6 separate regions of the Mus musculus genome follow, and all the other regions are linked to region 3. A link is a contact called in public ChIA-PET, Hi-C, HiChIP or PLAC-seq and promoter capture Hi-C data. All regions are on one chromosome and are shown on one strand. Each heading gives the region's core, a stretch centred on a gene start, on an enhancer-like site or on the middle of the called end of the contact. The rest is flanking DNA. Distances are from core to core; before and after follow the strand shown.

What was found. Hi-C and Micro-C count contacts between places; a contact is called where the count stands out from the background. ChIA-PET counts read pairs in DNA pulled down with a chosen protein or histone mark. HiChIP or PLAC-seq counts read pairs in DNA pulled down with a chosen protein or histone mark. Capture Hi-C pulls out chosen DNA fragments and counts their contacts.
Region 1: a contact with region 3 is called in an RNA polymerase II ChIA-PET map of effector CD8 T cells, with 19 read pairs. The contact joins the enhancer-like site here to the promoter of Esd in region 3. A contact is called at or near these places in 1 of 39 promoter capture datasets (the C10 cell line), 1 of 484 Hi-C or Micro-C datasets (embryonic stem cells), 3 of 115 datasets of contacts at active chromatin or transcription factors (bone marrow-derived macrophages, effector CD8 T cells and large pre-B cells) and 3 of 9 other capture datasets (adipose tissue, liver and pancreatic islet).
Region 2: a contact with region 3 is called in an H3K4me3 HiChIP or PLAC-seq map of bone marrow-derived macrophages, with 4 times the contacts expected there. The contact joins the enhancer-like site here to the promoter of Esd in region 3. A contact is called at or near these places in 3 of 39 promoter capture datasets (the C10 cell line, embryonic stem cells and frontonasal cranial neural crest), 1 of 15 datasets of contacts at CTCF or cohesin (the NIH/3T3 cell line), 6 of 115 datasets of contacts at active chromatin or transcription factors (the 230-238 cell line, the NIH/3T3 cell line, bone marrow-derived macrophages and 2 more) and 3 of 9 other capture datasets (adipose tissue, liver and pancreatic islet).
Region 4: a contact with region 3 is called in an H3K4me3 HiChIP or PLAC-seq map of bone marrow-derived macrophages, with 5 times the contacts expected there. The contact joins the enhancer-like site here to the promoter of Esd in region 3. A contact is called at or near these places in 15 of 39 promoter capture datasets (3T3-L1-derived adipocytes, the HPC-7 cell line, Sertoli cells and 9 more), 4 of 484 Hi-C or Micro-C datasets (the CH12 cell line, bone marrow-derived macrophages, embryonic fibroblasts and 1 more), 21 of 115 datasets of contacts at active chromatin or transcription factors (the 230-238 cell line, CD8 T cells, the NIH/3T3 cell line and 12 more) and 4 of 9 other capture datasets (adipose tissue, embryonic stem cells, liver and 1 more).
Region 5: a contact with region 3 is called in a Hi-C map of B cells, with 6 read pairs. The contact joins the enhancer-like site here to the promoter of Esd in region 3. A contact is called at or near these places in 2 of 39 promoter capture datasets (liver and pre-B cells), 4 of 484 Hi-C or Micro-C datasets (B cells, CD4 T cells, CD8 T cells and 1 more), 1 of 115 datasets of contacts at active chromatin or transcription factors (effector CD8 T cells) and 2 of 9 other capture datasets (adipose tissue and liver).
Region 6: a promoter capture Hi-C map of liver shows a contact between it and region 3. The contact joins the promoter of Rubcnl here to the promoter of Esd in region 3. A contact is called at or near these places in 14 of 39 promoter capture datasets (the 3T3-L1 cell line, the HPC-7 cell line, cranial neural crest and 9 more), 3 of 15 datasets of contacts at CTCF or cohesin (the NIH/3T3 cell line, embryonic stem cells and large pre-B cells), 4 of 484 Hi-C or Micro-C datasets (B cells, bone marrow-derived macrophages, embryonic stem cells and 1 more), 11 of 115 datasets of contacts at active chromatin or transcription factors (the 230-238 cell line, bone marrow-derived macrophages, craniofacial prominence and 4 more) and 4 of 9 other capture datasets (adipose tissue, embryonic stem cells, liver and 1 more).

What each region holds. Positions count from the first base shown.
Region 1 is chr14:75,067,419-75,071,303 of GRCm38.p6, forward strand. No RefSeq gene overlaps it. Among named protein-coding and RNA genes, the nearest start is that of Rubcnl, 53 kb to the left of the region's middle. Within about 2 kb of position 2,308, at least 123 of the 459 cell types and tissues checked have an H3K27ac peak or open chromatin away from gene starts, as enhancers often do. A contact at or near this core is called in adipose tissue, bone marrow-derived macrophages and effector CD8 T cells, where this site is marked.
Region 2 is chr14:75,043,227-75,047,305 of GRCm38.p6, forward strand. Rubcnl (RUN and cysteine rich domain containing beclin 1 interacting protein like) reads left to right here. Exons shown (of 14, transcript NM_198642.2): 9 at 1,183-1,247. Among named protein-coding and RNA genes, the nearest start is that of Rubcnl, 29 kb to the left of the region's middle. Within about 2 kb of position 2,190, at least 73 of the 459 cell types and tissues checked have an H3K27ac peak or open chromatin away from gene starts, as enhancers often do. A contact at or near this core is called in the NIH/3T3 cell line and bone marrow-derived macrophages, where this site is marked.
Region 3 is chr14:74,729,931-74,733,764 of GRCm38.p6, forward strand. Esd (esterase D/formylglutathione hydrolase) reads left to right here and starts at 2,367. Exons shown (of 9, transcript NM_016903.5): 1 at 2,367-2,458.
Region 4 is chr14:74,988,078-74,991,980 of GRCm38.p6, forward strand. No RefSeq gene overlaps it. Among named protein-coding and RNA genes, the nearest start is that of Gm4278, 15 kb to the left of the region's middle. Within about 2 kb of position 1,419, at least 16 of the 459 cell types and tissues checked have an H3K27ac peak or open chromatin away from gene starts, as enhancers often do. A contact at or near this core is called in the 230-238 cell line, the CH12 cell line, bone marrow-derived macrophages and 1 more, where this site is marked.
Region 5 is chr14:75,194,415-75,198,319 of GRCm38.p6, forward strand. It overlaps Lcp1 (lymphocyte cytosolic protein 1), which reads left to right. Exons shown (of 17, transcript NM_008879.4): 3 at 3,663-3,749. The coding sequence starts at 3,686. Among named protein-coding and RNA genes, the nearest start is that of Cpb2, 46 kb to the right of the region's middle. Within about 2 kb of position 1,372, at least 45 of the 459 cell types and tissues checked have an H3K27ac peak or open chromatin away from gene starts, as enhancers often do. A contact at or near this core is called in B cells and myeloid progenitors, where this site is marked.
Region 6 is chr14:75,013,903-75,017,861 of GRCm38.p6, forward strand. Rubcnl (RUN and cysteine rich domain containing beclin 1 interacting protein like) reads left to right here and starts at 2,125. Exons shown (of 14, transcript NM_198642.2): 1 at 2,125-2,264.

The DNA.
Region 1 (3,885 bases), core at 1,058-3,557, 340 kb after region 3:
AAAAAAAAAAAAAAAAAAAAAAAAAAAAGCAGGTTCTCAGCCAAGCCCCATGCTAACGACCAAGAGAAATGGCTTCTGCTGCAGGAGGGTGTGGCAAATCACGTGGTAAAGGCATGGGTGTGACAAGCCTTCTACATGGAGCATATAAGCAATCTGGAAGAGCTATTGGCAGCTACCACATAGTTCAAAAGCTATTATATTCTTGCAAATTGTTAAGTGAAATTTCCTGCATGTATATGTATAAATACAATGAACATATATAATTATATAAGCATAATTATATAAATATGTATATTTATTATACATAAATTATATATAAAACATTTATAAATTTTATAATTTAAATAAATTATACACACACATATATAAATGCATATATATGTGCACATATATGCTATATACATATGCACATATATAAGCATATATATTTGGTGTGTATATATATACTTGGTGTATATTTACAGAATCTTTCATCGTCTAAAATTGTTCTGCTATTGACCCTCTGTGATACTCTTGGTTTTTTAACTCTGGTGCTACTGTGACTCTGACACAGGAGCTCTTTGAGAATGGTTTACTTTGTGATTAGAGCGTTGTGTCTGAGAAGTACGTACACGGCTTCTTTAATCATAAGTTCTGGCTAGCATAACTAATGATGCAGTACAGGGCACTGTGCACACTAATGCACGTGGCAATTTGTCTGATCTCCCTCTAAAAGGACAGCATCAGAGTGAGAACTGGTCCTGGCAAACATAGCCTGCTTCTAAGTGGCCTCGCTCGTAAACCCATTCAGTTCTAGACCTACGTAGCCAACTGCGGCCAACATGTGGACCTCATTCTGTCTTTCACAGATATTGGAAATCCTGGAAACTTGAAATAATTAGCAAATTGCCCAGAGAGTTATTAAAAATAATTTTCATAAGGTGGCACAGAAGTTTGAGGGTCCTGATGGCTGCTCATGCCGCAGGAACTAAATCCCTGTTAGTCGTGGTTGTGATGCTTCTTCGTGAAGCAGAGGTTAGCTGCCCTCAGTCGACATCCTGACCACCCCTGAAATGCCCCAGAGAAGATGCATTTCAGCAGGGGGCCCCGATGAGCCACCTATAGGCTCCATCTGAAGTAGAGATGTTGCCAAAACAGCCAGGTTGCCTTGGGAAGGAAGTATGGTGTGGAGGAAGGGGGGGGGGGGACGACACGGGTCGGGTGGAGAGTGGGTGAGGGTGGAGGGTGAAGAGGCGTGGTGTGGGGGTGGCGTCAATGGTGAGGTATGCGAGGAGTAGAGGGTGGTGTGGAGGGCGAGGGTGAAGGCTAAAGTGTCCCTCTGTGGCAGACAGAAAGGGCTCCCACCCCAAACTCACCCTACACCTACATCCAAATCCCTGGAGCATGCGCTGAGGTCATGCAACCCGCAATTGACGGAACTGGAGTTCCTGGTTGAATTAACATTTCTGGTCAGCTGACCATGCAGTAGGGAAGCCACCACCAGCACTAACCCACCAGCATTAACCCCAAGACCCCCATTTCAAGCTTCGGAGCTTCGGAGTTGTGAGCTGCTAAGGTCGTGATTCATTCGAAGCCACTGGTTTGTGGTTGTTACAGCAGCAACAGGAAACTCCTGCCATCTGAGTGTGTGACTGCCTTCGCAGAGCAGCTGCTTCATCGCCTTTTCAAGACACGCCCCTTGGAGAGCCCCTTGGTAGTGTTATGGTATTCACTGGCAGAATCTTCTGGAAAAACAAGCTGGTCAAAGCAGGAAGGCTGCTTCTGCAGTGTCTTCCTCCTAGCCTGCTGTTTCCTCCTTTAAGGTGTTCTGTTTACAGATGGACCCAAAGATGATAGTTTGCATTTGATGACCATGGCACTTACAATTCAAATGTAGTCTAAAAGAGCTGGGAATTTGATTTTTTTTTCTTCCCTTGCCCGATCACTAATTTTAGAGACACAATCGTTGCAGAAGGCATTGATCTTTTGTGCTGCACCAGATATTAGATATTATTTGCCAGGAAAGGGTTGAGGGAGGGCAGCAGGGAGGGGCCACGGGGGTTGGCAGACTGTGGTTTCTACTGCTTGCAACACCCATCAGTCATCCTGCTTGATGCAACTTGCGGAAGCCCTAAGAACGGCATGGCAAGGGGGGAGGGGAACAGCAGACCCTCTGTAGTGGGGAGCTCAGCCCCTGACTGGTGGACCTGCTTTCTTCAGAATAAACTTAAGTGTTGGGTTTTGGTGACTATTTATGGAGGTTCACACAGTTACTGTCATGGCTGGGACACAATACTGTGGCTTGCACTAGGACAACCATACAGACCTGCAAGACTCAAGCTAGTTCTGACACATGCAAGCCCACATGTTTCCTGTCACCTATGTCTGTTCTCGGAGGCAGTATCTCGGTAAGGAAGGTTGAGGAGAGCCAACGACTGTCCAGTTTCTCAGGGCCTACCAGAGGGTTCCCTTTTCTGCAACAAGCCACAGGAGGAGGAAGGATTGGTACATTAAGGTTTCCCTTTCTTTAAAACCTTTCCCCTCCCCTCTCCTCCCATTTTGTCCCCTCCCCTCCCTTTTTGTCCCCTCCCCTCCCCCTCAAGACAAACCATGTAGGCCAGCCCCAAGTAGAGGATGTCATGTCTTAGTGGGATTCATGCTGTATTTATGCTTCATAAAATTTAAAAAGTTTATAAAGTTAAGCTACCAGAAAATGGAGTTGAATATAAGAAAAATTCCAGTAGCCACATGGAGATACTGTTTCCTCCATAATGGATCAGTCAATATTTTCCAAGATTCGACTCAGTTTGGAGGCTCAGTAGGATGGGAAGGGGAATAATGTCACCTTCTAAGGTACAACTTGGAGGGGTCAAAAGGTTTGCGGAAAGAAACCAGCGTTCTGTAACAGAGGCTCAACCACACTTCTATGTATCGCTCTGTTATCTTGCTGTTCAGGGTCTGCTGTTTCCTTACTTGATAAAGTTACCTGTAAAACAGAGATGTGAGCTTGAAGTGTTTCACTGAGTGGCGAGAGAAGCAGGTAGCATCCGCCAATCCTTAGGTATGATTTTTGATGAAAAAGTATCAAAGGTCTTTCTAGTTGAAATTTGCTACAGTGTGTCGGCGCAGAGGCCTGGAGCCCTGTCTGCCAGTGAACCAGAAAACTGTTACAGCCAGGGAGGCTTGGCTACCTATGCCTTGGAGCCCGTCGCCCACTCAATTCCCATTGGATTTTTAAATAGATTTCCTGAGATGTCTGAAAATTATGTAAATTAGAGGCCAGGGTCCAATTTAGAGATAATGTCATAAAAAATTAAGAATCTCTTTGAATAAGAGAATGACACATGCCTTTGAGGGAGGGGGATAAATCTAGTGTGTTTCTTCAGGACCAGGGAACATTCAGGCACCTGGAATTGTGTGTCAAGAGTGTGTTCAGCAGCCTCCCACTGAGCACTGTGCTGAGACTAGGATTTGGGTCTGTTTAGTTTTCATAGGACTTTGAAGATGGGAACCTTGCTGGTTCTTAATGAAAGGGTACCCTGATTGCTTGGGGCTGGCTGGTATGGAATGGGCTGTGGTTTAGATAGTGTGCCAGTCAGACTTTGTGTTGCTGTGACCTAAATAAAACTACCACACAGAAGAATTCCTCATTTCACTCACACTTTCTGAGGTTTTTGGCGCTCGTGGTGACAGAGTGTGGTGGGGCAGAATTGTTCAACTCGAGGCAACCAAGCAAGCAACATGGAGGAGCGGGAAGGTGCCAGGACAAGCTTATCGCCAATGGTCAGGCTCCCATGATCCGCTTCCTTCAGCTCCGCCTCACCTCCCACTGCTCACCACCTCCCAACGGCACCATCGATGGTATGAGAGTCTGATACATCCCTTGTCAGAGCAGTCATGATCTAA
Region 2 (4,079 bases), core at 940-3,439, 310 kb after region 3:
TCTAATTCTATTTTCCAAACCAGTTAGTGTGCAATAAAAATAAGTGCGATGCATAAAAGTTTTAAAAGAAGAATTTACTTTCAAGGAGATTAACTGTCATTGAGAAATGTTAACAGGATGCAAATATAATCTTTATTCTATGAAGCCATAGAAGCTGGGAGACAGCTAAAATTCCGTAAGAGAGAACTAAACTTCTACAGTGTGTGTGTATGGGGCCACACTTATCGCATGTGCATAATAGTTTGTTGGCAATTTGTTCTGAGGATGTGTAATGGATTACAAGTAGAGATTATAGGCAACATAGTTTAACTATCTGCAGTCTTTCTATTCTCTTGGTCTCTCATGCAAACTTGAGGGTTATGAAGCCATGCTCCCCATGCTCCCCGTGCTCCCGTGCTCCCCGTGCTCCCCGTGCTCCCTGTGCTCCACGGAGGTCTCTTACTTATCTTTATCTGGTGTCTTTGCTCTCTGGCTTAGCTGATGCCAGGAAGGATGTTGTGACTGCTTGGGCAGAATTTGTCCTCTATAGACACTGAGCCATGCTAGTCTCGTTGTATAGGATATCTTTTCCCTCCTTTCCCAGAATCCTCTGTAAGACATGGGCAGAGATCTCACATGTTTTTTTTGTTTGTTTGTTTTTTTTTTTTTTTAAACCTTGGCAATTTTTGTTGACCTTGAGATAAAAATGCAAATTTACCACTTTACCCATAACTCTAGGTCCCCGTTGAAATCAGGACACAGCTGTTTCCAGAGCACTCCTCTTCAAGAGGACTTTATAACTTTGTCACATCGCCTTATTCTAATGTTTTTATTACATCTATTCACGTGTGTCCTTTCCAAGCATGTTAGACTGTTGTCTCCTCGGCTGTCTTGTGTACCCTGGTTTCTGTGCCAGGTAGTGGGAAGCCCCAAGGATTCTATAATAGAAGAGTTATATGTGATACTGACTTCTAATTTGGGCACAATTGAGATGTTTAAAGAATCCTAGCTTTAGAAGGCCAACAGATTCCAACCAGAAAAACATATTGGATAAGTATAAACTTTTCTTAAAATGAAAAGATGACAAAATTAAAGCCCCTAAACTGAGAAACGGACCACGATGTCCACTGCTTTTCCATCAGTGAAAAACGCTGTACTGACCAGCTCTGAAAACGTGTAACAGTTGCCATTTTCTGTCCTCAGGAGGGACATAGCAGTGGTGGCCCAGAACTTCTTCTGTGCTGGATGTGGGACTCCAATACAGCCCAGTAAGTACAGGTCCTGCGCTGTTTGCTTGTTCCATGATAACAGTGAGGATCTGCAGGGCTGGACTATGTGTTGCTTTAGAGTGAGACTGACTTCTTGGTGTGAGCGTGTTGTGAAGGAGTCGTGGAGGTGGCCCTGTCTTTTGCTAGGAGGAGACTGTGACCTACAAAGCTGCATGACTAGCCAGGTACAAGGAGGGCCAGCATCCTGGCTGCTCCTCAATTGGGCACTCAGACAACCCAGCCGTACCTGTCTTAGGGGGTTGAAACTATTGTTTCCTCTTCCCAGAATGAACCCCTCACCCCCATAGACTTCCTTCCCCATGACTCTTGGTTTTCTTCATATCTTTATGCTCTTTTTCTACCCACTCCACTCCCCCTCTCCTTTTCCTGGGATCTTCCATGGTTGCCTTGTGGATCGTGTGGTCGCAGACAGTCGCGTGTGTGCTTCATAGGATCTTCCTCTGCAATGCTTATTCAGCATTTATCTGTCTCCATCACCAAACCATAAATTCCAGGAAGGCAGAAGCCTTGTTGCTTTTGCTCATTGTTCATCTCCAGCCTCTATAGCTATGCTTGCTTATAAGACGGTCCTCTAGGCATACCTGCAGAGTAATCAAATGGCTCCTGGCAAGACTTCTCTGAGAGCTGAGGATATGGTAACTCATTTATGGGATGGCCAAGGTCCTGCAAACTAGTCTTCCCCAAGTGACACCATGCAAGACTTTCAGCACAACCTGGGGATTGCTTGTTCTCCAGAGAAGATGTCTGTTTCAAGACATTAAAATTGAAAGCAGAACCAGCCAGGGCTTCCTCTATCTCACTACACGTTAATGACAATCACAGTGTGTCCTCTTTAAATGACTCATTTTCCCAGCTAGCCTAGCAAGAGGCGGGTCTGTGAGTTGATCTGTACACCCTAATGCCACACCAAATGCCAAATGCATGAGTCAGAAACCACATAGACGCGAGACTCCATCAATCCGTTTAAGTACCTTCCTGAGTCCATTCTTTCCTGCCAGAACGGCAGGGGATCTTGCAGGTCCTGCCCCCATGGGATCTGCTTCCATTTTTGTCTGTCCTCGTGGTCTAAGGAAGAAGGATGGGCATGATTTATTCTGTACTGATGATAGCACAGTGGGCATTTGATGAAGTTTGGTGAATGAGTGAGTGGATCCTGAGATGGTAGAGACTTTGAGGCTGGGAAAGGTGAGTTATATCAGTGTCTTAGTTAAGGTTTTACTGCTATGAACAGACACCATGACTAAGGCAACTCCTATAGGCACAACATTTAATTGGATCTGGCTTACAGATTCAGAGGTTCAGTCCATTATCATCAAGGCAGGAAGCATGGCAGCTTCCAGGCAGTCATAGTGCAGGAGAAGCTGATATAGTTCTACATCTTCATCTGAAGGCTGCTAGTGGAAGACTCGCTTCCAGGCAGCTAGGATGGGGGTCTTAAAGCCCACGCCCACAGTGACACACCTACTCCAACAGGGCTATATCTTCTAATAATGCTGCTCCCTGGCCGAGCATATACAAACCATCACAAATGGCATGCTCAGTATTATACTTTTTGATCCTTTAGTCTGTTGGTGATTTGACTGTACACGCAGATTATACCTCTACACGCAGGATAATCCATTAGGCAGAGACACCTTCTCCTTCATCACCCGAAGGAGTGGGATATGCTGGCTACACTAGATTCAAACTGAGCTCGCCTGCTCTCTGCCTGTGTGTCCAGCTCTCTGCCTGTGTGTCCAGCTCTCTGCCTGTGTGTCCCCACTATGATGCTTCACCTCGCTGACCTGTTTTCCTCAATGAAAGAGGGAAATATAAGTTCCTAAGTCATGGAATTAGAAGCTTAGAATAACATACATTAACCATTCACCAGATTGGGAAACAGACTAAGTGCCCAGTGAAGACTTAGTCCTGTCTACTCTTCAAGGCATTAGTTGGAAAAATGTTATCTGTATCTACAGTGTGCCAGGGAATGGAGTTGCCGCCTTCCCACACAGGTCCTTCAGGTCCTGCCAGGCACTAATGCTGAGGGATGGTTGCACAGGAGATTTTAGCTGGGTTGTTTTTCTTCGTAGACCAGATAATACACAGTATTACCACCTTCATCCCTACATCTTTTGTCCATCAGAATATTTTATTAGAGAAACCTCAGAAGCACCATGTGTTAATTTCCCCATGCTACAGAGATGTGTATCATTAGCTCTTTGGGGGTCTAGGGTCTAGGTTTCTCTCTCTCTCTCTCTCTCATTCTCTCTCTCTCTCTCTCTCTCCCAGGTATTGTTTCCTTTCTCTCTTTGGTGTATATGTGTATGTATACACACATATACATACATATATAGTATGTACATATACACACATGTATGTGTGTATGTGTGTATGCATGTATGTGTGTGTGTGTATGTATGTATGTATGTATGTATGTATGCATGTGTGTGTGTATGTATGTATAACCTCTTTTGTAAGCTACATCCTGACACTGTGCATGCACTGCTTTAGAATATGCTCTTCCTATGTGGGCCATTTCCTGCACCCAGTTGTGTGCTGCATTTTATTAGCCTGAGATTCTGAGTTGTTGCTGGAGTTCCTGTGAGTAGCAGGTAGCATCTTCAAAGCCAACTAGATTCCCAGGCCCTACATGGAATGGTCTTAGAGGCTGCACTGAAGTTTGTGGTGCCCGTCTTTGACGTCCAAGAGCATTAGGGAGGATTCTGTTTCTCTGGGATCTGGCTTACTGTGGCGAACCACAAATGGCCACAGGTGACATCCTCAAGTCAATGCCAGAGCTGCGCTGCCTGGCAGTTGAATCTGGCTTGA
Region 3 (3,834 bases), core at 1,117-3,616:
CTTATACCAAGGTACTCCTCTGCAAACCAGAAAGAGAGCCCTCACCAGGGACAGAATGGCCCAACTACTTGATCTTCGATTTTCAGCCTTCAAAATCATAGTAAATACATTTCTGATATGCTCCAGCCCAGTGTATAAAGTTTTTGGAAAGCCAAGACAGTTCCCATCCCCACAGATCTGAAGCAGATTGGAGTTTTCGTCATTTTCATTGAGTTCTTTTATTGGTTGCATCCCGCTCATAGCTCATATTCATTCAAACTGAGAAACTGAATATTCTCAGTCACAGACCTAGAGGTCAGCAGTGCTTAACCTGTGGGGTGCACCCCCTTTGGAGGGCCAAATGGCCCTTTCACAGGGGTCATGTAAGGCCATCAAAAACCAGATATTTGCCAGGTGGTGGTGGCGCAAGCCTTTAATCCCAGCACTTGGGAAGCAGAGGCAGGCAGATTTCTGAGTTTGAGGCCAGCCTGGTCTACAAAGTGAGTTCCAGGACAGCCAGGGCTACACAGAGAAACCCTGTCTCGAAAAACAAAAAACAAAACAACAACAGCAACAAAACCCAAAAAACAAACAAAACAAAACAAAACAAAACAACAAAACCAGAGATTTACATTATGATTCATAACAGTAGCAAAATTACAGCTATAAAGTAGCAACAAAAATAATTTTATGGTTGGGAGTCACCACAATACAAGGAGCTGTATTAAATGGCTGCAGTATTGGGAAAGTTGAGAACCACTGCTCTAGGTAATTTTGGACATATTTCTTTAAGTGATTACTATTCATTCATTTTCATTATCAGAAATATCAACATTACTTTCAGATTCGGTTTTCTTTACTTTCACACCCAAATAACAATATATAGTATTAATGTTCTTGAAAATAGAAGTTTTGATCTAGTATAATTTCATGCTGACTGAGAGAAACTGTCATTATGATTATTACCACTAATATGGATACAAGAACTCTTTGGAGTTAGTTTGTACCTTAAAGAGATCAAGATACTAATTGAACACCCTTTAAACTTTGTTCAAGCATTTAACAATTAGAAAGAATTTGCAGACTTGGGTAATCTTTCATAACTTCAGTTGTGAAACTCAGTTTGAAAAAAAATTACCTTTCCAATAAATTACATTTAAAAGTAGTTAGCTTGGGAGTGATAGAGTATACCTTTAATCCCAGCATTCGGGAGACAAAGGTAGGGGGATTTCTGAGTTCAAGACCAGCCGGTCTACGTAGTAAGTTCCAGGCTAGCCAGAATTACATTTAAGACTCTGTTAATAATAATAATTTTAAGAATTTACCTTAATGCTTTCTCAAAATAACATTCTTTGGTTAACCATTAAACAGGTACACAAATGCCTGCCACATGACACAGAAAAGCAACGTTCTGCGTGGCAGCTCATCCACACAGGTTATATTCCACTGAGCTCAGCTCACCTACTTGTTTTTTAGCCTGACTAGCCACATAACTTGCAAGTCCCCCAGCAAAACTAAGATGGAGAGCCTATACACACAGAGCAGGCACTGGGTCCTTCTGACAGTTTGTTGCAAATGCACAGGCTGCGTGATTATTAAACCAGACAATCTTACAGGTTATACATAGTATCCACAACCTAGCAGCCTAAATACTGGTTTTAAAAACTGCTTGTAATATTTAATTTTCTGAACAAAGTACACTTGCTGGTTAAATTGGATGAAGTTGAGAACTGCTGTAAATGATTAACCAGAAACCCTGACACAGTTCAACTTTTATTGAGGGAAGAGGGGAGAAAAAAATGGACATTGAAAAGAGTTAATGAATGTGTCCTCCTCCTAGAAGCTCCAAATCAAGCAGGTGCAGAGTAGATGTGGAATGAGGGTGGAAATGTGAAATTTCTGCTCAGGTTTCCAAACAACTGCAGAGTTCCACACAAGCCCTTTCCACAAGTTAACTGGGAGAGGCCAGCTGGTGTACTAGAGCCTCATTCTCTTGTTGCCTTCTGGGAGCATCTGAAGCAAGTTACAGAGGTCTAGAGGTCCAGTGTCATGACAGACACACTTTTGGCTCATCCTGACACACCGCGGAAACAGGAACCCGGCGAAAAGTCTCTTGGGAATGGCCTTGTAGGGGAGGGTCGGGGTCCGGGAACTCCTAGTCTCCCTTGGGGTGTATCCATAGGGCAGGTCTGCTAGGAGAGTGCGCGCCCTGGGGGCGGTGTCTCAGAATGGGAGCAGCTCAGGAGGGAGGGCTGGGGAGGAGAGGGGCAGAGAAAGGGAGGGACTTGAGGGCGGGGCCGTGAGAGGGGACCAGAGTAAGCGGCCAAAGGAGGGGACGGGCCCAAAGGGAGGAGCCTCTACGTGGGACCCGCCCCGGAGGCCGGGGCGGGACATATGGTGTGGGCGGAGCCAGAGGCAGTGCTCGGGGCGGAAGCCCCAACCTTCTTCCCTGGCGAGTTAGAAGCTGCCCCTCACCGAGGTAAGATGGAATGGGTCGTGAGTCCCAAGCATTCTCTACTACCTGGTTTTCGGGCGGCTGTGCGCGGACGCCTAGACCTGCGGTGGTGATAGCAGCGGGGAATGGTGACGATCTCTGCACCCTTCCCGCCGCGGTAAGGCAGGCCTCGTCCCGCAGGGCCTGCTAATCGCTTTAACTTCGGGGAGCTGGAAACAATGTGTGACCTGGGGCGCCAGGCTCGCTGGGATGCTCGGGTTGGTGGAGTGCCCGCCGGGACGGCATTTCGCCGAGCATTCCCGCGCGGAGCCCGGGGAACGCTTTCCCTCCGGGATCCCAGCCTGGGCTGCAGGCGACGCCACTAGGGCCCTGAGGTGTCTTGGGCAGCGCGCTCGAGGCCGTGCCCAGTGGTAAAAATTCAGGTGTAGGCGGCCGTCCATAGGTGATTTGTGGTTGAGTCGTCAGAAAGATGGCACTTATGTTATTTAAAATTAATAAAATTCACCATTTTTTATGTAGGCCATATTAGGCCTAATGGTCAGCAATCTATAGGCATTCTTTGAAAAGTTAAAGGAATGAAACCCCAGGCTTCTATAACAGTATTGTTTGTAGTGGGACATACTAGTAAGAAAGTAGACTAAGGTTTTAATTAGCTCTTAGCTATATATAATTGCTATGATGATACTGAGATTTTGTTTTATTTTGTTTTTGAGACATTGTAGTTCTGACTGTCCTGGAACTCACTTTGTATACCAGGCTGTTCTCGAACGCCTGGTTCTCCAGGGATTTAGGGCGCGTGCAACGAAACTTTTAAAGTTCAACTTTTGAGACATTTCAGATATAAGATAGGCTGTACAGGCAAGGATCTAAGTTTAATTTTAAATGTGTTGGGTTTTGCTATAGCGATGCGAAATAAATGCATAGCAGTTTGGCACTAATGCTTAAAATTTGAATATGAAAAGACAGATTTAGATTTTTCAGCCCAGAAGATGTGTTTGAAATTTAGGGACTATGAGTTAGGGGGAAAATATGTGACAAGAACTGGGAAAGGGGCGTGGGGTGGGGGAGTTGGGAACTAAGAATGAAATAGAGGGGGGGGGAGGCAGGACAGGCTTTGAGTAAAGAAATGGTGGTCAGGACTGTGAATTTATGCCTTCCCCAAAGCAGCAGAATATGCTTATTCATTGTGAAGCAGCAAAAGTGTGTTGCCATTGTCAAAGGTCTGTGACTAAGCCCTGACTAAGTCTGGAGGCAACTGTATCTTAACAAACAACATAGGTCCTGAGAAACTTAAGAAAGTTCATTCTTGGGTGAGCATACCAGAATCAGCTTATGCAACCTAGATGGTACTTTGGAGTGTGAACATGTACAAGGTATAGAATATGGTAGGCAGTTTTAAC
Region 4 (3,903 bases), core at 169-2,668, 260 kb after region 3:
TAGTAAGAAATACTAAGAGGGCTGAGGGGATGGCTCAGCCCTTAAGTGAAGAACGCCTCTTGCAGAGAATTCAGTTTGGTCCCCAGCATCCACATCAGGTGGCTCACAACTGCCTGTAACTCCAGCTCTGGCGGAACTAACACTTTTAGCCCCTGTGGGCACCTGCACACACACACACACACACACACACACACACGTAAAAGTTAATAAAAAATAAATATTTTTAAAAAGAAAATGGGGCTGGAGAGATGTCTCAGAGGTTAAGAGCACTGACTGCTCTTCTGAAGGTCCTGAGTTCAATTCCCAGCAGCCACATGATGGCCCACAACCATCTGTAATGGGATCTGATGCCTTCTTCTGGGGTGTCTGAGGACAGCGACAGTGTAATTACATATAATAAATAAATAAATACATACATCTTTAAAAAATAAAAAGAAAATGAATACATTGGTTGTATGAAAAACTCTAAGTATGAATATAAACATCATAGTTATCGAAGGCATGCATAGAAGGATTTGTTACAGAAAAATCACTCGTAACTGTTCAGCACTGTGAAAAGTAATAATATGGATTCCTGTTATTAATTGCTAAAACTCACATTTTGTATCCAAGTATGGTTTCCATAATTTTATGTGTGAAAGGTTTTCCTTCTAAATATATCCATGGAGATGCACTTTTACACAAGTTGACTTGTCTTACTTGGGGTTACGCTATTGCGATGAACCACCACGACCAAAAGCAATCTGGGGAGGAAAGGGTTTCTTTGCCTTACACTTCCGTGTTGTATTCACCACTGAAGAAGTAAGGACAGGAACTCAAACAGGTCAGGGGCCTGAAGGCAGGAGCTGATGCAGAGGCCATGGGGTAGTGCTGCTTACTGGCTTGCTCAGCCTGCTTTCTTAAAGAACCCAGGACCACCAGCCCAGGCCTGGGCCCTCCTCCACCAATCACTAACTAGGAAAATGCTCTATGGGCTTGCCTATAAGCAAGATCTTAGGGAGGCATTTCCTCAGCTGAGGTTCCCTCTGCTCAGATAACTACAGTTTGTATAAGGTTGACGTAAAACTCGCCAGCACATAACTCTAATAGTGAAAGTGGTTCTAATTTGCTTTACATATTTTTAAAAAGATCTCTGAGTGTGTGTGTGTGTGTGTGTGTGTGTGTGTGTGTGTGTGTGTGTTGGGTGTGTGTGTGTGTTTTGTGTGTGTGTGTGTGTGTGTCTGTCTGTCTGTCTGTCTGTCTATGTGAATGTATGCCCTGTGCATGTAGGTGCCTAAGGAGGTCAGAAAAGACTATCTCATCCCCTGGAGCTGGACTTATAAGGAAAACAGTGAGACTCTGAGCCATTGAGCTGTCTCACTGCTGTAAGAAGCCGCCTGGGAATTTAGCCTTAATCTTAGAAAAGGAGAAGTAACTCCTGAAGATAGAAAGCCAGGAGGATGGTGTGGGGGAGGAGCATAGGCAGAGGAGGAGGTATTGGTGGGGGGAAGAGCTGGGCAGCAGAGGTATTGGTGGCCTTTGCCACTCTTTAGAGAGTGAGGAAGCTTAGCAGGAGGCCTTAGAGCAGATACCAAGGATGGGTAAACGCTGGAGCTCCGCTGGGTAAAGAACAGCGAGGCTCTTCTAGGGACCCAGACAAAGTCTCTGTTTGAGTCAATGAGAAAATTCCAGAAATGGTGTCGGTTGTACAAAAAGGTGAATGCATTCAATGTCACAGAATTTCACACTTTAAATAGGTTAAGATTATGGCAACACACACACACACACACACACACACACACACACACACTTCAATGGTTATAAATATGTACATGTTTTGCCACAATAAAAAAAGAAAGCCTTGAAATGTCATGTTTGATATCGAGGCTTGAGTCTCAGATTATTGAGGGCAACAGTTTCAGCTCTACGGGTAAACTGAGGTAGATGAGGTCAGAGAGCTCGCAACCAGAGACTCAGGCAGGACTAACACTGAAGCCCAGCTCACAGTTCCCCAGGCCTCTTATCCCTACACTGTCAACAACTGGGGTTTTGGGGACACACAGTGGCATAGACACCACGCCCTCAGAGCACTGCCCACTCCTTGTTTGTCTGTTTATGTGTCTGGTTCATTTTAGATGATAAACTCATTGAGGGCAGGGCCCTTGGGTTTGTACAGATGTTTCAACAGCCAGCAGCTTGCCCACACATAGTAAAACCTGAAGGAAGATTTGCTAAGTGGATGAATAAATAAACAAAGGAGCCAACTTCCCATGGGCCAGCAGAGGCTACCCAGGCTGGGAGATGAGTATCAAGAAGCAATCTGGATGTTTCTTTGCTTCGTTCATCAGCTATAGACTATTAGACCTGAATCTGAATGCAAGAAACAATAATTTAGTTAAAAAAAAATATATATATATATATATATATTGAGTTTGAAAAACAATATCATTATCCACATTCATGAAAAATTACATGAAGATATATGTTTACAATTTTATTAGAGAGCAGAAGCACACATTAAAGAATAAGGTTCCCTCCCCCACCCCCCACCCCAGATGCCCTTGAACTTTGGGACCTGTTTCAAACTTTACAGTGCATGGTAGCTGTTTTCAAGAAAAGTGAAGTCTGGTGCCCTCTTGTGGTTTTCTATTTAAAAGACAACTGTAATGAAGTTCTGTGTTGCTGGGGCATGTGTATTCAATCATGCCTAATTGCTGTCTTTGAGACCCGTTGCTGCTTTCACTGGCATGTCTCTTAGCAAATTCATATCAGAATGTTCCACAGGCTAAAGGTATAGTTATGTGGTTGTAATCTTTTTGTATAAGCTTATGAAGTTGCTTTAGTAAATGCGTAATGAGACCACAGATGAAAGATCTTTTCATAATTCCACAGTCTCAGAAGGTCAAGGCCAGAAGAATTCAGGATCTAGCACATGTCTTTTTTTCCTGGTAGCTCCTCTATCATTGTCTCCCTCAACCCTCAGACAACTAGCTGCTCATCTTTCAAGGTGCTCTTTCTTTCTTTCTTTCTTTCTTTCTTTCTTTCTTTCTTTCTTTCTTTCTTTCTTTCTTCCTTCCTTCCTTCCTTTCTTTCTTTCTTTCTTTCTTTCTTTCTTTCTTTCTCCTCCTCCTCCTCCTCCTCCTCCTCCTAGTGTGACACATATGTATAGGCATATGAATATGCATACCCACCCACATGCATACATTTAGAGACCCAATGATATCAGATGTCTTCCACTACAGCTCTCGGCTTATAACCTCTAGATGGGTCCCTTCATTGAACAGGAAGTTTGGTGCTTTGGCTGGGCTGAACAAGAAGTTGCTAGGAGGATCTGTCTATCTCTGCCCCCATCCCCATTCTGCGATTACAGCCATGATCATCAATGTGGACAATGGGGATTAAAACTTGGGCTCTTGTCTTAGTTAGGGTTTTACTGCTGTGAACAGACACCATGACCAAGGCAAGTCTTATAAAAAACAACATTTAATTGGGGCTGGCTTATAGGTTCAGAGGTTCAGTCCATTATCATCAAGGTGGGAGCATGGCAGCATCCAGGCAGGCATAGTGCATGCAGAGCTGTGAGTTCTATGTCTTCATTCAAAGGCTGCTAGTAGAAGACTGATTTCCAGGCAACTAGGGTGAGGATCTTATGCCCACACTCACAGTGACACACCTACTCCAACCAGGTCACACCTATTCCAACAAGGCCACACCTCCAAATGGTGCCACTCCCTGGTTCAAGAATATACAAACCATCACAGTTCTCCTTATCACAGAGCAAGAGCTTTTACACATTAAGCTGTTTCCCAGGTTAAATACTAGTTTTTAACCAGGGCAATGGAAATATAATGTGAATAAATTGTTATATACATTTTTAAAAGATTTGTTTATTCATTTTAATGAGTACACTGTCACTGTCTTCAG
Region 5 (3,905 bases), core at 122-2,621, 460 kb after region 3:
CCTACACAGCCCACAGTGGCCACAGCAACTTAAGCTGTCAGCTCCAACCCTCTTACCAGCCCATTTCTTATACTGCTTAAGTACTCTTTTCTCCCCCCTTCTTTCCTCCCTCTCCCTTCCTCTCCCTCCCTGCCTCCATCTTTCTCTCCCTCCCTCCCTTCCTTCCTTTCTTTCTCTCTTCCTTTCTTTCTTTCTCAAAGCTATTGAACCAATGAAGACTTGAGGATTTTTAAACATGAAGTTATTTCCACTATTTTCATCTCCAAGTTGATCTTCCCACCCACAAACCTCTAAAGAGAATATTGTTAGGTGGTATGTTACATTATATTAGACATTTGTTCCTGACCAACATATTGGTTTTATTTTGTGGTTGTTTTGGTTTTTGTTGGTTTGCTTGTTTTGTTTTGCTTTGTTTTGTTGAGACAGGGTTCCCCTCTGTGGTCCTGGAACTCACTAGTTCAGGTTGGTCTCAAATTCAGAGATTTCCCCATGCCTCTGCCTCCTGAGTGCTGGGATAAAGAGGTATGCCACCATGCTTGGAGACATTTGGTATTTATACTAAAACATTTCTCCTTCATTATACCATGACCTTTGAAGGTTTTTTTTTTTCCCACTTCGATGGTTCTTCTATTGCTTCTATGGCTCTGTTCTTTAAAAGTTATTTATATTTTTATTTATGTATATGTGGGTGCCTGCATGAGTTTATGCACACCACGTTTGTACAGGTGAGGCCAGAGGACATCGGGGCCCCTGGAGTTGGACTTACAGGTGTTGCCGAGCTACCCGATGTGGGTGCTAGGAATCAAATACATCTCCTCTGTTAGCATAGTATGTGTTCTTAACTGCGGAGCCATCTCTCCAGTTCTCTTAGCTCTGTTTTTGACACAGTGCAATCTCATTTCTATTTCTACTTGAACTTCTCAGCAGTCTCTCACAGTGTCCAATAATCGGACACTCTTGTGTGCAAACCCAGGGCCAGGTTTAGATTCCACGACCCAGTTTACTCGTCTCAACCACAGTCCTTGTGCTGTGCTTTTCCGTTACTAACCAGGTCAGGCTTCCCTTGGAAGAAAGAGCAGGGCCTGACCTATAGTAGGCATTCATAAAATATGTGTGGAACGTAAGCACCTATGGACACCTATATACCAAGTGTGGGATGTCTAACAAGGAGGCCTGCCTGACAGCTGTAGAACCAGACTTGCTGTGGCCTCTAGGAATTGCCGCAGTGTGTTAGGGAGACCCTGCTATGAATGCGCATGTGCGGTGTTGGTCTTGTTGAGGTGAGATGAGCCAACTCAGCCATAGTAACTTAGTAAAGTTACAGCAACTTTCCTATAACAGAGGCCTCCATTGCATAACATGCAGAAGTGCAAACTTCCTCTTCTGCAATTCCCAGACAGGCTCATGATGTTCACATTCAATGCCCCACTAGCTAAGGTATTCAAGATGCTTATTAGCGACTGCTGATCTATGAGCAAGTGCAGAGAGTGAGAGAAAGGCATGGTGGAGTGGAGCCTGGGTGCACAGCCGGGAAGAGGGGAGTGAAATGAGAGTTGGAATGTTGCTGAGATGTGAGTCTTAGATTCTCCCAGCTTCTGTGTCCTTCTCTATAAAATGAAAATAATTGTACTAATGCATACCGTCAGCTTATACTGAGAGTCATCGGGGGACAGTAAAATATGGTGCTTACTGCACCCCACAAATCCCTCTTCTTAGTGCCTGGTAAGGATTTTGCTATGAGCCTATGGTTCTTTTTAGCATTAGCTTTTAGAGAGCTGGAGTTTAACTTTCAGCCACTTACTAGCAAAGTGCGACAGATTTTAGGCATCCATTGACTGCTGAAACTCCTCGCTGACTGCATCTGCTTGCTGCATCTATGTTTATTGTTCTTTGGCTTGAAGATGCCTCTATTCAAATGAGTTTTGGAAATCTGATTATAAGAGGAGAATGGAGAAGGAGAGGGAATGGAGAGAAGGTGGTGGTCCGATCACTAGTGCATGTCTCTTCAGAATTTCTGTGCTCTGTGAACGAGATCATGTGTGTTTGTACACTTGTCCTTCAGCATGTCCTGGGTCCCCCCAGAGAACCCATCATACCACTATCTTGTTAGATATAGAAGGCCAATGATAATAAAATAAAGTTTCAATAGCAAAAAGGCCTCTTAAATGAGTTAAAATGCACCTATATTAGATACTTTCAACCATGTCTCTAGTTCCCACCGATGATGGGAGCTAAGATCCTGTTGGGTGGGGAGTAGTCTGAGCTTCTCAGGCAACACTCTAAGGCTTGCTACTTTTATTTGCTTACTCTTGTGGCCTGGGCATTTGTTTATTTTCATTTTCATGCATGAATTTTATTAACAAAATATTGGATAACAAAAGTTTGAGCCATTGTCATTTCATGTGGCTGGAGAGTTTCACTCACACTGGCAGACATGTGCCACTCCCATTGGCAGATAAGAGTGGATGGAGGTTTCACGGGTATGTGTGATGCAGTTTGAAGTGTGGTGCAGTTTGACCCATGGGGTTTATTGTTATAACATTTGCTTTTTTTGCACGGATGTCAGTCGTTACTGAGAACAAACACAACACCACAGAATAATGTGGAAACATAAAAAAGAAAATGGGTTTAAAGTATCCTTGCCATAAATGGGAAATATTTTAAAATATATAAGTTTATTACAATGGTCAAAATAAAATTATAGTTAGACACATCTCATCTGCTGTTTCCCTACTCCATTTACAATCAAGAAATCTGGCGAATGGAACCTCCATCCCCAATGTAGCAAGGAGCCTTTCTGGTTCATTCACTTTCTTACCACAAGGGGGCAGCAGTGATGCGTAGGGATAGCAGGTTGCTCAGCAAACGTTTCTGAGAAAACATTTAAGATGTGTTTCAGATTTTCATATTTGAATTTTTAGAAGGTCACCTCCTTCCTTCATCCTTGACTGTGTATGGTCAAACTTATGCACAGAACTCTCTGAATTTATAAAGGATATCTACGGGCGTGGCCAAGCATTAATTTAAAGATAATCATGATGGCATTTGTAAAGTTACTTATGTAAAAGTTAAAGGTTTTAATTGTATGTTTCTATATGGTAAATTACTCCAAAATATAGCAATATTACCACCTCTTTCTCTGTTCCTTGTAATGTTGGCTTAGAGTTCAAATGGGTCAGAAGTTTCACCCTGGCCTTCTCAGCCAGCTGCCAGGTGAATCCCTTAGCTGGGAGTTCAGGAGGGGCTGGTACTTAATTCTCCTTCACCTTAATTCTTCTCACTTCCCTATGAGAACAGGGGGAGGGGGGCCGACAAAGGATGAGTGGCCCAAGAATGAATATTTCAAAGTAAAGGAGGTGGGAATTTCCAGTCCCTCCATCACCTTCTGATTGTCACAGAAATCCTAAGGTCGGTTTAGATAAGCACTTACTAAGCCTTAAGTCAATATAGATAAGCACAGCTTACCACGTGAGGAGCTGCCTCGTGGTGCGGGGAGGGGAGAGATTGCAGGCAGCTGTCTTTGATGACCCCACGTGGGAGGCTGGGAGGCTTTGAAAGTCATGGAGGGTGGGGGCGAACATGGCTTCCTCTAATAGACAGGCTTTGTTCTGAGCTTACTGGAATTTAGATGCACAGTGCTCACTCTGACGTTCTTCTCCCAGGTCTGTCACCTAAAGCAGTGAAAATGGCCAGAGGATCCGTGTCTGACGAAGAAATGATGGAGCTCAGAGAGGCTTTTGCCAAAGTTGGTGAGTGGACCTGATTCTTCCCCACCCCACGCCCCCTCCCCCGCCCCCATCGTCACGCCCCGTCACTGTTTACCACTGTTCTCAACCTGTGGGTCGCGACCCCTTTGGGGGGTCAAACTTCATAGGGGTCACCTAAGACATCTAGAAATCGTAGGT
Region 6 (3,959 bases), core at 875-3,374, 280 kb after region 3:
AACACCGAATGGATCTTCTAGCCCAAAGTTCCAAAGTCCTTCCACAGTCCTCTCCAAAACATGGTCATGTTGTCACAGGAATACCCCACTATGCTGGTACCAATTTGTCTTAGTCAGGGTTTCTATTCCTGCACAAACATCATGACCAAGAAGCAAGTTGGGGAGGAAAGGGTTTATTCGGCTTACATTTCCATACTGCTGTTGATCACCAAAGGATGCAGGACTGGAACTCAAGCAGGTCAGAAAGCAGGAGCTGATGCAGAGGCCATGGAGGGATGTTTTTTACTGGCTTGCTCAGCCTGCTCTCTTATAGAACCAAGATTACCAGCCCAGAGATGGTCCCACCCACAAGGGGCCTTTCCCCCTTGATCACTAATTGAGAAAATGCCTTACAGTTGGATCTCGTGGAGGCATTTCCTCAACTGAAGCTCCTTTTTCTGTGATAACTCCAGCTGTGTCAAGTTGACACAAAACTAGCCAGTACAGATGGATTTCAATCGTGGGAGGTCAGAATGGCAGGTTCCATCCATCTGTTGGAGTGGGTGGTGGAGGCAAAGTCTTGTTCACATAGGAGCAGAGCAGGAAGCAGAAAGTTGTGGGATTGGGGCTGGGCTATAAACATGAAAGTCCCACTTTTAGTGACCTACTTCCACCAGCTCAGCTCTACTCCTAAAGGTTCCAGGGTCTCCCAAAATATCACCAGCTATTGGGGAACAATCTTAAAAACAAACAAACAAAACCTGTAGGGGACATCTCAGATTCAAACTTTCAGATTTCTTTATTATTTACTATATATAAGGAAGCCCAGTTCATATACTGTAGCTGTCTTCAGACACACCAGAAGAGGACATCAGATCTCATTACAGATGGCTGTGAGCCACCATGTGGTTGTGGGATTCGAACTCAGGACCTCTGAAAGAGCAGTCAGTGCTTTTAACTGATGAGCCATCTCTCCAGGCCCCAGATTCAAACTTTAATGTGCTCAGCATGACATTCACTGTAAGATTCTTTCTCCATGTCCTGTGCTCTGATTTCTCTCCTTTTAGATATTCCTGAATCAAGTTTCTCACATAGTCCCCTTTTCATAATTTGTCGGCTTATTTGATGCTTCATAGAAATTGGATATAAGGGCTGTCGAGAAGGTCCTGAGTTCAAATCCCAACAACCACATGGTGGCTCACAACCATCCGTAATGAGATCTGACACCCTCTTATGGAGTATCTGAGGATAGCTACAGTGTACTTATATATAATAAATAAATAAATCTTAAAAAAAAAGAAAGAAATTGGATATAAGATCTCCTGCCAGATACACCTACCTTAACAAGTCTGACTGTGCTATCTAGCTATGGGACCTCAGATGAGTTATACAACACTGTAAGCCACATATCCCTTAGCTTTGAAACAGATGATTTGTTTCCATCAGGGGTGGCTTCAAGGATACTTAAACAGAAAAGGAAGCAAGCTCAGCAGCCGAGCAACAGCATTAGCACTAACTTGCACTGTTTGTCTATTAACTTGTCTTGAAATAGTCTTGCCATGTAGCTTTTGTTGGCATCAAAGTTTCAATCCTTCTGCTTCCACACCAGCTCCTCTTTCTGACCTTTTAATGTCAGGTTTTCCCAGAGGGTGGTCAGATAACTCAGGATCTTTCCAGGTCTAACCCAGTGTAACCCCCAAGTAAACCGGCCACACGGGAAGGGGAAGACAATGATGGACAGCTAGTATTCAGCTGACTTTGTCTTATTGTTTTCTAACTTACTCCGAAGAGGCAACAACTAGTTAAGTTTAAACCATCCAAACTAGGATGCCCCAGGGACTGAAGGTGTTTCAGAGATGTTAAACAAATAATCCAAAATATCATTGTATTTGCTCCACGACCTGGACAAGTCAATGAACAAAACCAAGGGACCGTCAAAAGCGATGGAAGTAGGTTTTGAGAACGGAGCCCTGTAGGCGAAGCAGGGATCCATTTCCCAATTTTAGCAGAGATGACTTGGGATGCTGGAGCTGTGTGCAGGATTAAGAGTCCCAGTTCTTTCCCCAAAGAGCACCGTGCGCCACCTAGAGGAGCTGAGGGCAGTTGCACGTTCGAAGTCGAGAGAACTTCGGTTTCTATTGGTGAAAACTTTCTGTATTCGTTGGCAGCTTCTCTCTGCACCATCAGAACCTCGGAGCTGTTGGCACACGGAGGAGGTGATCCGAACCTGTCGCTGCCACGGGGCAAGGTGGCTATTTGGTGGATAAAACGGCCAGGAGGCGTAGGTAAGTCGCGGTCCCCGCGAGGTTCTCTGACTTGAGCTCCTACACATCCGAGTTGGGAGGTGGGGGGAGCCGCAGCTTGGGAGTTGGGGGCGGGGAGCTCATTTGTGCCAAGTTTGTTTTTCGTGTTTATTACACCCAGGGTTGGCGGGTCGGTGGCGTCCGAGGGCAGAGTGTGTCCGTGAGGCGTGGGTCTAAAGGCGCCCACTCGGGAGCGCGTCCCCGTGTCTCCGCGTTCTCGCAGTCTCAGGCTTCGCTTTCCCCGAGCTTTTCAGATCACGAGTGTCGCGGGCGGAGGGAAGCAAAGATAACTGGCGTCCCCGCAGCGTCCTGGCTGCATCCCTGTCCTAGCTGCCTGTCCTCAAGGCAGTGACCCCTGAAGGTGTCCTGAAGCAGCGCTGGCGAGCCCTACTGGCCTGCCTGCAGGAAGCAAGGCACAGTGCAGATGAGAAGCCCTGGGCTAGGGAGAGATGACTTAGGGTGACCCATGTTCCTGGAGGCGCTCAGGACAGTGTCATGGTTGCTTGGGAGCTGTGGGAAGTTGTCTCTGGAGAGAAGAGGACTTTTGCGGTGTGACTTTACAAAACAAGGGCCAGGAGAGGTAGCCAGGCATCCTCATTGCGGCAGGACAGAGACGAACCCAGGCGGTCCCCTGGCTCTTCTCAGTTCCTCAAAGGCATGAACCTTGAGAACCCCATCCTCATATCCAACTGCCCTGGACTTGTCAAGGTAGCTGAAAAACGTTTCGCCAATGTAAGCAAGCACACTCCACCTGAAGTCCGTCTACCTGCTGACCTGGAATTGAAGCAATTCCCTGACCCGGTGAGGGATTTGCCCGTGGAAGAGAGAATGCTTGAAAAGGGATATTACTCTAAATGAGAACGAAGGCTCAGAAAACAAAATCAAACAAACCAAAACCAAGCAAACAAAACAATATACCTCCCCATGTATTCTGGAGGTGCCCCTATGGCAAGTTACACTGCCAAGTGCTAGATCTTCAGTTGAAGTTGTGGTTCGAGAGAGCAAAGGTTTGGGGCCCAGTTAGTAAACTTGGGATTTCTTAGACAAGTCCCAAGTCCAAATAGTCGTCAAGGCACCTCCATGACCCCAGTTCCCTTGGTGAGAGGGGAGAACACAGGTTCCGTTCCCCTGAGAGTTAGAAAGATTAATGAACTGAAGGGACAGAGGTATCCTGGGAAAGCCTTACGTGTGGCCTTTACAAGAAAGTGACCAGCACTGTGGCCACAGCTCCTGTCTGCAGTGGCCAGCAGATGCTCCATGCAAGCTTGGTCTTTTCATAATTCCGTGTGGCAAGGGTCAAAGCACGTCTGTTTCTTCATTCCCCCCACCCCCAGCTCTCAGTTCCTCTTTGCCGTGCCACCTGACCCTGCTCCTCAAAATCTTTTATTATTAGATAATAGGAACTGTGTTGCCTGCAGTGGTGGTGCACACCTTTAATCCCAGCACTTGGGAGGCAGAGGCAGGCGGATTTCTGAGTTCGAGGCCAGCCTGGTCTACAACGTGAGTTCCAGGACAGCCAGGGCTATGCAGAGAAACCCTGTATCAAAAAAAAAAAAAAAAAAAAAAAAAAAAAAAAAAAAAAACCGACAATAACAACAAAAAGGAACTGTGTCTTCTCATTCATTTCTTCAGAATCTGTATAGAGTTGAGGAAGGGGTACGAGGAACGTTGATGGAA